2 separate regions of the Mus musculus genome follow, and region 1 is linked to region 2. The links are chromatin contacts, called in public promoter capture Hi-C maps. All regions are on one chromosome and are shown on one strand. The core of a region is the stretch at or near the end of the contact, and the rest is flanking DNA. Distances in the headings are between cores, read along the strand shown. Region 1 holds the start of Ccdc148 (coiled-coil domain containing 148). Region 2 holds the start of Ermn (ermin, ERM-like protein).

What was found. Promoter capture Hi-C pulls out the DNA fragments that hold promoters and counts their contacts.
Region 1: a promoter capture Hi-C map of hippocampal neurons shows a contact between it and region 2, with 2.1 times the contacts expected there. The contact joins the promoter of Ccdc148 here to the promoter of Ermn in region 2. A contact is called at or near these places in 2 of 39 promoter capture datasets (cranial neural crest and hippocampal neurons) and 1 of 115 datasets of contacts at active chromatin or transcription factors (large pre-B cells).

The regions. Positions count from the first base shown.
Region 1 is chr2:59,157,144-59,162,261 of GRCm38.p6, forward strand. Ccdc148 (coiled-coil domain containing 148) reads right to left here and starts at 3,540. Exons shown (of 15, transcript NM_001372501.1): 1 at 3,204-3,540. It overlaps Pkp4 (plakophilin 4), which reads left to right and starts at 3,707. Exons shown (of 22, transcript NM_026361.2): 1 at 3,707-3,985.
Region 2 is chr2:58,050,093-58,055,423 of GRCm38.p6, forward strand. Ermn (ermin, ERM-like protein) reads right to left here and starts at 2,772. Exons shown (of 3, transcript NM_029972.4): 1 at 2,384-2,772; 2 at 1,659-1,751. The coding sequence starts at 2,624.

The sequences.
Region 1 (5,118 bases), core at 2,290-4,789, 1.1 Mb after region 2:
AAGTGGGCCTCTGGTTCCTGTGCCTTCTCTAGGGCTCTTTTCATTTGTTGGTTTGCCTTGTCCAACTTCAATGTGATAGTTTTCATCTTGTTATATTTAAGTTTGTTATACTAAAAAAATGAATGAACGAATGAAAACCTAGCCAATAGAATAAAGGTTAACAACCTAACTGTCAGTTGTACCTGCTGGGAGAGGGAAAATCAGTTTTCTCTAATGGAGTAATACTCCATTAGAGTGTCAGTTCTGCCAAGGAAGCTCTCGTGTTCAGGAGTAGTTGACTAGTATATGATGAACTCCACAGTAGTTTTTTTCTTTTTTCTTTTCTTTTCTTTCTCTCTTTCTTTTTTATGAATGCTTTTATTCGGTTAGAGTTTTGGTGCTGTGTTTTTTTGGTGGGGAGGGGAGTTCATCTTCTTGGTTTGGGAGAGTTCTGCATTTTGTTTTTGTTTATGTTTGAGAAAGAAATTAAAGTTGGGTGAGTATGGAGGGAAAGAAAATCTGGGATAACTTGAAGGAGGAAAAGAACATAATGAAAATACATTTAAATTTAATAATTAAATTATTAAATTAATTTTGTCAAATATTTTAATAGATAATATATTTACATATTTTATGTATTGTATACATGTTAGTTATATATAAAATTGATATGAAATACTATTAATAAAATAAATTGTTTATTAATTAAATAATTACTTAAGAAAATGATTAAATAGTAAAATGTCGAAAAATAATTAAGTTCTACAATCAGCATGTCAGAGGTAGCCATGATTTCTTGCTTACTGATGCTATAACACTGGTAAGTTTGTTTGACTAATATTTCTCATTTTAAATGTGATAAGTCTCTGTGAATGTCTTATAGTGGATACATTTATTCGTATTTAAATAGTCTCTTCTGTTTATATATATATATATATATTTTTAAAAAAACCCTACCTTCCCAAGTAATTCCAAATACTGCCAAGTTAAAAACTTGGTTTTCATTTGTTTGTTTGAGTGAGGGTTTCATGAAGCCAAGGCTGTCCTGAAACTTACTATGTGTAAAAAAGTGAAGGATGAACTTCTGAGCTAGAGCCTCTGCCTCCCAAGTGCTGCAATTATAGGCATGTAACCTACTCCTGGTCCAAAGGACACTGTTAGGTGAGAGAACTCAGTTGGCAAAGCCAGCTGAGATTCTGTGGGCAGAGGGTGTGACCTTTGGAACAATTTCAGTTGTACTCAGGGTCAAAGCAACAGGTATGAAAAAGCAGAGTTCTTCCTGTACACTGCTTCTGGGAAAGGAAAGGCCAGCATATAAAGAGGGAGGCTAAGCAGAAAAAACCAGATATTTGGGAGCCTACGGGAGAAGCTCGGGGGGGGGGGGGGAGAGCATATAAAAGGCACCCTGAGAAAGTATAAGCAACAGAGAAAAGTCCTGTTGGTGAGAGTACTGTTGTGCGCTTGGTTGCACAGTGGGAGTTGAGCAGATAAGAGGGCCAGGACCCAGGGCCTCTCATCAGATTCCCAGAATCTTAAGATCTCCTGCAAAGTGGAGGGATCCTCAGGAAGACAGACTTGACATCAGAAACGAGGCAGATGTGGGAGGGGCTCTCTAGGAGAAGTTAAGAAAAACATTTCTCCACTAAATGTAAAAAGTAATACTGAATGACAAATGAGTTAGGGGACATCCATTATTCTTGATGGGTTTCAGCAACATTTTATTCACTGACAATGGAAATGACATGTAGGTTGCACATATAAAAACAATAGAAAATTATTTGACAGATATGCGTTTTGAGAAAGATACAAAAGAAAATAATTTTTAGAGTAAAACCAAAATTGTTTTTTTTCCCCCTTCCTTCTATGAAGGACGAAAAAAAGAGACCCATTTTCTCCTTTGAGTAGGCAAATATTACATTCATTTAGTATTACTTAAATTAAGAACAAACAAATTATTGGTATCTTGACTATACATTTAAAATATCTTACTTATCTTTTCATTTTAACTTTTTCCATTCGATGAACAAACACACAATAGCAAGAAAACAACAACAAACACAAGAAAAACTCAAAAGCAGGCAATTTTCCTAATGACAAGCCATGAGATATCTTTTCCTCCAACCTTAATGTTTGCTTCTAAAATATTTAAGTGGTACATCCACATGCTCATGCATTTTGTTCTACAGTCCAATCCTGCACGGAACTGTCAATTAAAATCAAGTTTACAATAAGTACCAAGGAGATTCATTTTCCAAGCAAGTTGCCATATTAACATTTCTTAGGCTATATTTTATAGCATAAAAGCCAAAACATGCCACCCAATTAAAATTCAGAATGTAAATTAGATATATAGAGCTTGCATACACAATAATCTGCTTCTCACAACAAAATATTTGTAATGTAAAATTCCTATCAGCTTTCCCCACAAAATATAACAAGGAAAATTAATATCCCTTATTGTGAAGGGAGATAGTATAATATTTTTTTCTTTTTACTAAAGAGGATATTATGAAAATAACAAAGCCACCAAAAGAAGAAACATGAATACATCGGTGGCTATATGCTAGAGTGGTACTATTTTTAAAATATGTTATGAAGCAATATCATGTGTAAAAGTTCCAGATTAATAGCTACCATCTAATTATGAACATCACTCATCAAAAATAATTAGCACGAGCAAACTAGCACAAAATGATTTAAAATGAAAGTAGAGCACTCATTATTAAAGGTCAAGATTTGGGTGCGAATGCTCCCCTGTCCCAATTCATCATTTCCTTACCGATTTTAGTATTAATCTGGAAAACTGCCAGAAAGCAAAAATCCATCATTTGTAATCTATTTTTTTCTTTTTGAGAAATCATTGGGATGAATTCTGGCACTTCTCCAGCCTCAGACAAACTGGGAAGAGCATGCACCTGCCAAGCTCAGCACAGAAAGCACATAGTCCAAGAGGGAGGGGCGGAGGAGAGATCAGACTTGCTGTTTTGGGAAGCAGAGAACTCATTCTGTTGCGGGCTGGTCCTTTAGTACAACCCCACTCAGTTTCCTTACCAAAATACCACGTGCAAGAAATCCTGTTTTCGTTGGGAGGGGTTATAGGCTGGAAGAACCAAAAATCAGAGGAAATGTAGACTCAGGGAAGGGGGAGTGGTTGGAGAAAGAATTCAAGTGACCCTGTGACGTCAGGAAGAAGCAGAGATTTAAGGAATGGAGTGGAAACTCACCGGGCTGCACAGATCTCAAAGGTCAAAATGCATATAGCCTCGCATGCTCCCCAGATGCAGGAAAAATGAAACGCCCACTCCTGAGCTTTCAATGTAAAGTAGAAGTCCGGGGGCTCAGTTGTTTCTGCCTTTGACGCTGGGGACAAGCCCTACCATGCAGAGTCTTGGCAATACTCAAAAGCAAGACCCGCCCGATTTCAGAGCCCTCTCCCGGGAATCCCCTAATACTCCTTCCCCCCACCCCCTCCCGCGCCGGAGGCTACAGACACCTTCATCTTCACTCCCCACCTTCTCCTGGCCCTCTAGCTCTTAACAGCATCGGTCTCCATGGCGACCTGAAACCGCAGCTCCCATTGGCTCGTTCAATATGAGGGCCGGGCCAATGGGGAGGGCCGGCCCTCTCCTTCCGCCCAATGGGGCGGGCGCGGAGCCTGTCTGGGGACGGCAGCGTGCTGACGTTCCCGGGTGCCGGGACTGGCCGGGCGGGCGGGCGGGCTGGCGGCGGGGCGGCGGCCTCTGAGCAGTCTAGAGGGCTCCGGGGCTGAGTGCGCGTGGACGCCGGCCGCGGCGGCGGCACTATGGGCACGGGGTAGAGGCGAGCTGCCGCCGCCACCGGGGTGGTGGGAGAGCCTCTTCGGGGGAGGGGGCGGGAGGGGAGGGAGGGGAGGGCAGCGGCGAGGCTGCCGCACTTCGGCCAGTTTGCTCCGGTGCCGCAGCGGCGACCCTTCGGCGTGGATGTCCCTGGTCCCTGGAGCGACGACGGCCTCCGCCTGAGCTGGAAAGTAAGTGCGCGGGGCTGGCGGGAGGGCTCGGGGCTCTGGGGTGCTAGCTGCCCAGAGCGCGTCGAGCCGGGACCTGGCGGCGGCCAGGCGCCCCCCGCGGCTCCCTGGCTCGGATCTCTCGGTCCCCGCCGCGTGCTCCGCCATCCCGCCCGCCTCTCCCCTCCCCCCGGCGGCGCACAACTTTGCCCCGCACAGCTCGGCGCGGCCGCTTTTCCTCCCGCACCGCGCCACCGCTTCTCGAACTTGAGCCCCGAGGCTCCCGCGCGCCGTCGTGCCCGGGACCGGCCGTCTGTGTGTCCGTCCCTCGCTCCACCGAAGCAACCGCCAGCCGTGCCTCCCACGCTCGCCCGGCGTGTCGCCCGGGCCCCCAGAGCAGCGCTGGTGCCCGTGACGACCGCCCGGAGGGTCCAGGGCTCCCAGCTTGCAGCTGCAAACCGCACGCTCCTCCCTAGCGGGCGCCCCAGCCTTAAGGCTCCAGGCTGCCCTCCCGCGCCGCACTGCCTCCTCGCGCTGCCAGGAGTTAGAGCGAGCAGCTGCACCCAACGGAGGGTCGTGGGTCCCTGTCCCCTCTTACTCCTTGGGAAACGAGAGGGCGAGCGGCGGGACCGGGTTTTGGCGGCATAGTGACTGAGTGCGACACCCGGCGAGCGCGGGCAGCGGAGGCGCCGCGGTTGCTCCGGGCGCCGCGATAGGCAGGTGTGTGCGTCCAACGGGCGACGCGCGCTGCCAGCTTGTAGGCTGGCGACAGATTGTGCTGGAATGCAAGGAATGCACCAGGGACAGAGTCCGCACGGGCCGCGGCCGCACTAGCGCCTTCCCGGCCCTGATCTCGCCGCGTAGCCAGAGGTCACGGCGCATCTTCAGAGCTGGTAAGCCTCGTTCACTCTCCTGCCTCCGCTTCTCTCCCTGCGGCAGAGGGCGGTGGAGAGGGAAGCGCGGTAGTTTTCTTGGGGCTCCAGCCTATGGTTCTGGATTTTTTGCTGCATTGGTCTCCAGGACCGTGAATTTAGGTGTCAGTGTACCCAAGGTTATTATTGATCGTTGCAGAAGGCTCTTGGCAAGTTTGCTTTTGCAAGATTTGGATAGTGCGTGGTTTTTTTTTTTTTTTTTTTTTTTAACCAGGGTTTTCTGAA
Region 2 (5,331 bases), core at 1,522-4,021:
TTTCCCCTCCACAGTTCTCCCTGTAACTCTGTTTCCTCTGAAAACTTTTTCCCCCTTTGAGTCCAAGATTCCACGGACCGTGATAGAGAGAAGCAAACATGAATTACCACCCACACTCGTAATAACAGCTGCCCACTTGATATTCTTTACATTGCAAGTAAGTGTTGCAATGTAGAGTTGGATATTGGCTGATATCGGGCTGTGTTTTGGTGTGTTCTCCCACCAATAAGATACAACACAACACCACACACACACACACTGAATTTTTTATTCATATTCAAAACTCAGGCCCAAGACTGTCATGAATAAAAAGAAAATCATCCTTTGATTTAAATTGATTAGTGTTTTTTTCTCAATATTTTTAGCATCTTATTCTTGGCAGGCATACTCTCTTAGGAGACTGTATTTTAAGGGAAAAGGCACAGAAACCAGCACCTCTGTCACAGAGTCGAAGTGCTGTGTTAAGAGGGAAAGGGGGTGAGCAGAGGCAAGTTCACTGGTGACACCATGTCCCATGAGAGCCCCATCCCTCTCCACTTGATCGAAAGGCTCATTCCTCGTGACCTTGGTTTGCAGTGGCTCTCATTATGGGTAAAGAAGCTCTAGGTGGATGACTGTGAGCCCTGCCTTGGTAGACTAGTAACATTCAAAACAGAAAGACTAAAGGAATGCAATTATGGTCTTAACTTTCACAACTGCCTGTGCTGAGATGATGTTTCTGTGATTCCTCTGTGATACCAGCTACTGCTTTGCTAGAACTGCGTACATGCATGTTGGACAGCAGAGAATATGTGAGTTGTCTAGGCAAAGAGAGAGACTCCAAAATTCCCAATTACCTCCCTGTTCTCCTTGTTATTTACCTAGTATTCTCCTGTCCCTTGGGGCTTCACTTTTGTTTTGCCTGGTAGGAGCCTAACTAAATTGGTTAGGTGCCACATGCTGGCTTCAGTTTGAGGATAAGCTGTTTACAGCTTCTAGTGAGGGAAGGAATGATTAATTAGTAGATTCTATCCTGCGCTGAAACTATTTGAATGGAAATCTCGAAAAACCAAGAAAAAAAAAGTAAATATCTTCTTAGAAGAAATGTTTAGAGGATTTTTTAACTTTGTCTACTAACTATACTTCTATACTTGAAATTTAGCAATGCTACTTTCTTGGTCTTTTTCTTTCACCGTTGTTTAAAGATCATAAAATTATTTTTATCACTCTGGGTCATTTTTTGACAAAAAATACTTATTCTATACTTCTTTCAGACATAATTTTCCCACATAGTAATTGGTTTTATAACGTTACTTTAGATCGAATGTCAATAGGAAACTTTACACTAAACCTGTTTTTCAACCACCACAGAAGCTGCCCAACACCCATCTGAAGCACAAATTAAAGGGAGAGCTGGATGCAGTGGGCTAACCTATCAAGACATAGCTATCACTTCGCCATGCCAGGCAGTCAGATTGACCCAGACAATTTGGGGCTTGAGCCATCTAGAAATCTGGGTAAAGTGGGGCATGGCTCAGGTATCTGCCCTTAGCACCTTGAAGATTTTGGAGTCTTTCTTTGAAACTGCTTCTCTATAGCACACAGGCAGTACACACACCTTATACAATTATATCACATCCGGCTAAACAATTATGTTGGGAAACTAGGATTCCCGTTACCTTCTCGGAAAGCCATGTCTTCTGCACTTATTTCTTGGAGAGAAAGATCTTTGATGGCCTGGTGAACAACGAAGAGGTTCTCTTCTGGGTTTTCTAGGGAGAAACACAAGCAATGTAACATTTCCAACACATATGGTTAAAGGTTCACAAATCATTGCATTTTTCTGATTCCTTTAAATTTGATTGCATTTGTTTAATAATTAGTTTCCACAATGATAATATCTCCATACACACATACATATATATATGTATATTATATATACATACACACACACACACACACACACACACACACATATATATATATATATATATATATTAGATGGATTAGGATCTCTTTAGGATCTTATAATTCTGAGTTCCCTTTTTTTCTCTTTTTTTGCACATTAGTTCTATGTAACCAGCAATGGACCTGTGGTTCTAACCATTATAGCAGTAGTTACCATTGGATTACCATTTAGAAATTATGTAACAACTCAATAAAGGTGGCTGCTTTTATTCTGTTTTCTTTCAGTGAAAACAATCAGGGGTTCAGAAGAGAAAACAGCAGAATTGCAGAGCTATCAGACAAGCCTGAGTTATGAATCAGTATGATAGAAAGCCCCTATTGTGTATAGGGACTGTATTTCTTGGGTTCAGCTTATTTATGTGATATTAGTTAATACATATATTTTTGAAAAGCTTGTAAGTCGAAACAATTAAACTGAGAAAAAGAAATACTTTACCATTGAGGATCTTCTCATCTTCAGGCCCTTTAGGAAGTATGTTCCCTTTAGTGTTTCCAGTTTCTTCTTGATTTTCTTTTGCAGGTAAATCTTCAAGACTGGGTTCAACCTTGTAGTATGCCTGGGTCTCATCTGCATCAGTTGTCTCCTGCCTGGTTTGACTGCTAGGCTGTTGGCCATTCTCAGGTGGTCTGTCCCCATTGCACTCTGTCCCGCTCAGTGTCTCAGGAGTATCTGTCATGATGTTCACTGAGGTCTGATTTAAGGACGCAATGAAGAAAGCAAGCTCTTCGATAAGCTCTAATGCTGTGGTTCCTACAGTTCGAAACCAACTCTCAGTCTGACGTGCAATAGCAAGATTCCTCCGAAAGGTTTTCAGGGCTCAGAATGAATATGATAGGGTTTGTCAGTTTGGTAACCAGCCCGGGAGCAAAACCCAGCCAATCAGCAACATCCCCACCACCTCGCAGCTCCAGTCTCAGAATTAGTGTTGCCTTCAATTTGCATAAACAAGCAATCTGAAGCAATCAGGCTTTTGTGTTAGCATGCAAAGGGGGACTTGCCGCTTGTCAGTCCCCCTCTGGGAACAGAGATTTTTGTCCCTCTCCATAATGGCCCATTGTAATTTTCCTTGTAACAGGAGCCACAATTGTTCCCAGGCTTTAATCCAGAGAGAATGACCACCTTGAGGCACATTAGTTCTGTGTAACCAGCTTAACATTTCCGAACAGATTTGGTTCGAGTAAAACCTCAGCTATTTTGTAGGAGACAATGGCATCATTTCTCATCTATTAAAGACTAAAACCAGCTTTTCAAGGACCTGTAAACATGACAACTTGATTGTAAACGGCTTTGGCAACTGATTTCATAGTGTGCTCTCAGGAAGCTGATTTTCCAGTCCCCCCAGGTCTACAGACACCCACCCTACCCATTAAAACACTGGTGTAATTTTCCCTTGAAGTTATCCCTTGCTCCAATCAGAATTATCCTTTGCATTTCATAATGATATTTGTGATGCAGTCTGTTGGCCAGTCATTGGCTAAAACTAGGCTGCTGCTCACTCCCCTGCCCTTTAATAGGATACATTCTTTCTTTTTTCTGGATGGCTCAGTCCTTCCCCAAGATCAAGTCTTTTGTCTGAACAATGTCTCTGAGTCTTTAATTTCTGGCTAATGTATCATTCCTTTAATGATTCCCTCCCTAACCAACATTTTTCCCTCCAGAGTTTAATTGCTTATGATTAACTTAAGTAACTAATTTTACAGTGATGGCACTTTACCGACTCAAATCTAAACTTCGCCTGAGCAGTGTAAAGGGAGCTCACTTTTGTTCTCAGCATGCACCACTCACCTTGCCTTCGGCAGGCAAACCATCCTGGAAGACATGAAGAGATTCTAAAGAGAAACATTCGCCCTTCCTTTCGATTATCAGACTATTGGACAGTAGACCCCAAGGAACTGGAACTACCTCAGAACTTTCATGCTGAAATGAAAACATGACTGATGAAGCCTGGTGCCAGCCAGAGAAGGCACTTGTCTCCCAAGAAGAGTTTTCATACAATTCTGGAAAGTTATCAGACCATCTTGCAGGAGGCACTGGAACCATGGTGGGTAAAAACCACACCTTGGCCAAAACTACTTAGCAGGAGTTAGGCATGGGTCTTGCCACCCATTTAACTCAAAGGTCATGTTAGCACCTGAAGATGAACTTGGAGAGATGACTAGATATTTTTTCCCCTCCCACATTGAACAATTCTTTCTCAGCTTTTCATCACATGTGACTCTTGGGTCTAACTGATGACACTACTGCACAACAACTCTGCCAACAGGCATTTGATTTTTAAAAGTGAGTAAACTTTAAAGAAGTGAGTAAATCTCTTCCACCAAGAGAATACATTTGAGGGCATTTTTATAGTAATCAAGAATAGAAATTGGGGGAGGGGGTGCTTGTAAATATGTCACCTTCAAAATTGTGCCTAAGAGGGCTGAAGAGACAGCTCAATGATTAGAACACTGGCTGTTCCTCCAGAGGAACTGAGCCACAATTCCTAGCTCCCTCTCACACAGTTGTTCAAAACATCTGTAATAGCAATTTCAGATGACCCAACTACCTCTTCTGCTGGAAACAGCCATAGAAATGGTTCACATAAAAACAGGCAAAATACCCATCTACCCATAAAAAATTTTACATTCCATCTAAAGATGACTCCATTTGATTATATGTCAGAGGCACCAAATACATGTCCCTGTGACATCATCTGCTCAATCCTGATCCAGGAAAACATCTCTAACAGAGATTGTGACCCCCTACCCTGTCATCGCCAGCTCTTCTCTCTCTAGCACACTGACTATTTGCTCAGTCTACGTAGGATGCTACATAGTTGGTAAGCCCACTGATGAAATGGGGTGATGGAGGGTGGGGCTTTGAGTTCAGTGGAGACTGTCTCACCTCAGGAAGGGTTTAACTTATGAGTTAGGGAGCCAGAATCTCACAGCCACAGAAAAATTTCAGAGTCAGTAGCTCCACATTTTATCTTGAGAGTCTGAAGAATGAAACTAATGGATTGCCGAGGGTGAGTTTGGGAATGTTTATGGAGAACATAAGAGAAAGAGAAAAGGCAGGGGTCCTGTGTAGCTGGAGCTGAACCAAGGGAAGTGTAAAGATCATTGAGATGCTAATCTATGGAGTTTTTACAGAACTAATTGTAGAAACTAGGGGAGGTGTTCAACCCAGTCGGTCCACCCATAATGTGTCTTCTCTCGCCTTTAGACATATCTTACATTCAGCTTCTAGGCACAGGTGCTGATTAAGGGGAAAAATAAGCAACCATGTACCAGAACTCCCTCTGGCATGTCTGGACACAGTGAGGACAGAACTGCAGACAGGACCAAGGACATTTCCAGCTTTCAGTCCAGAAAAAAGAATTAGATCTGTTCACTCACAGAGTC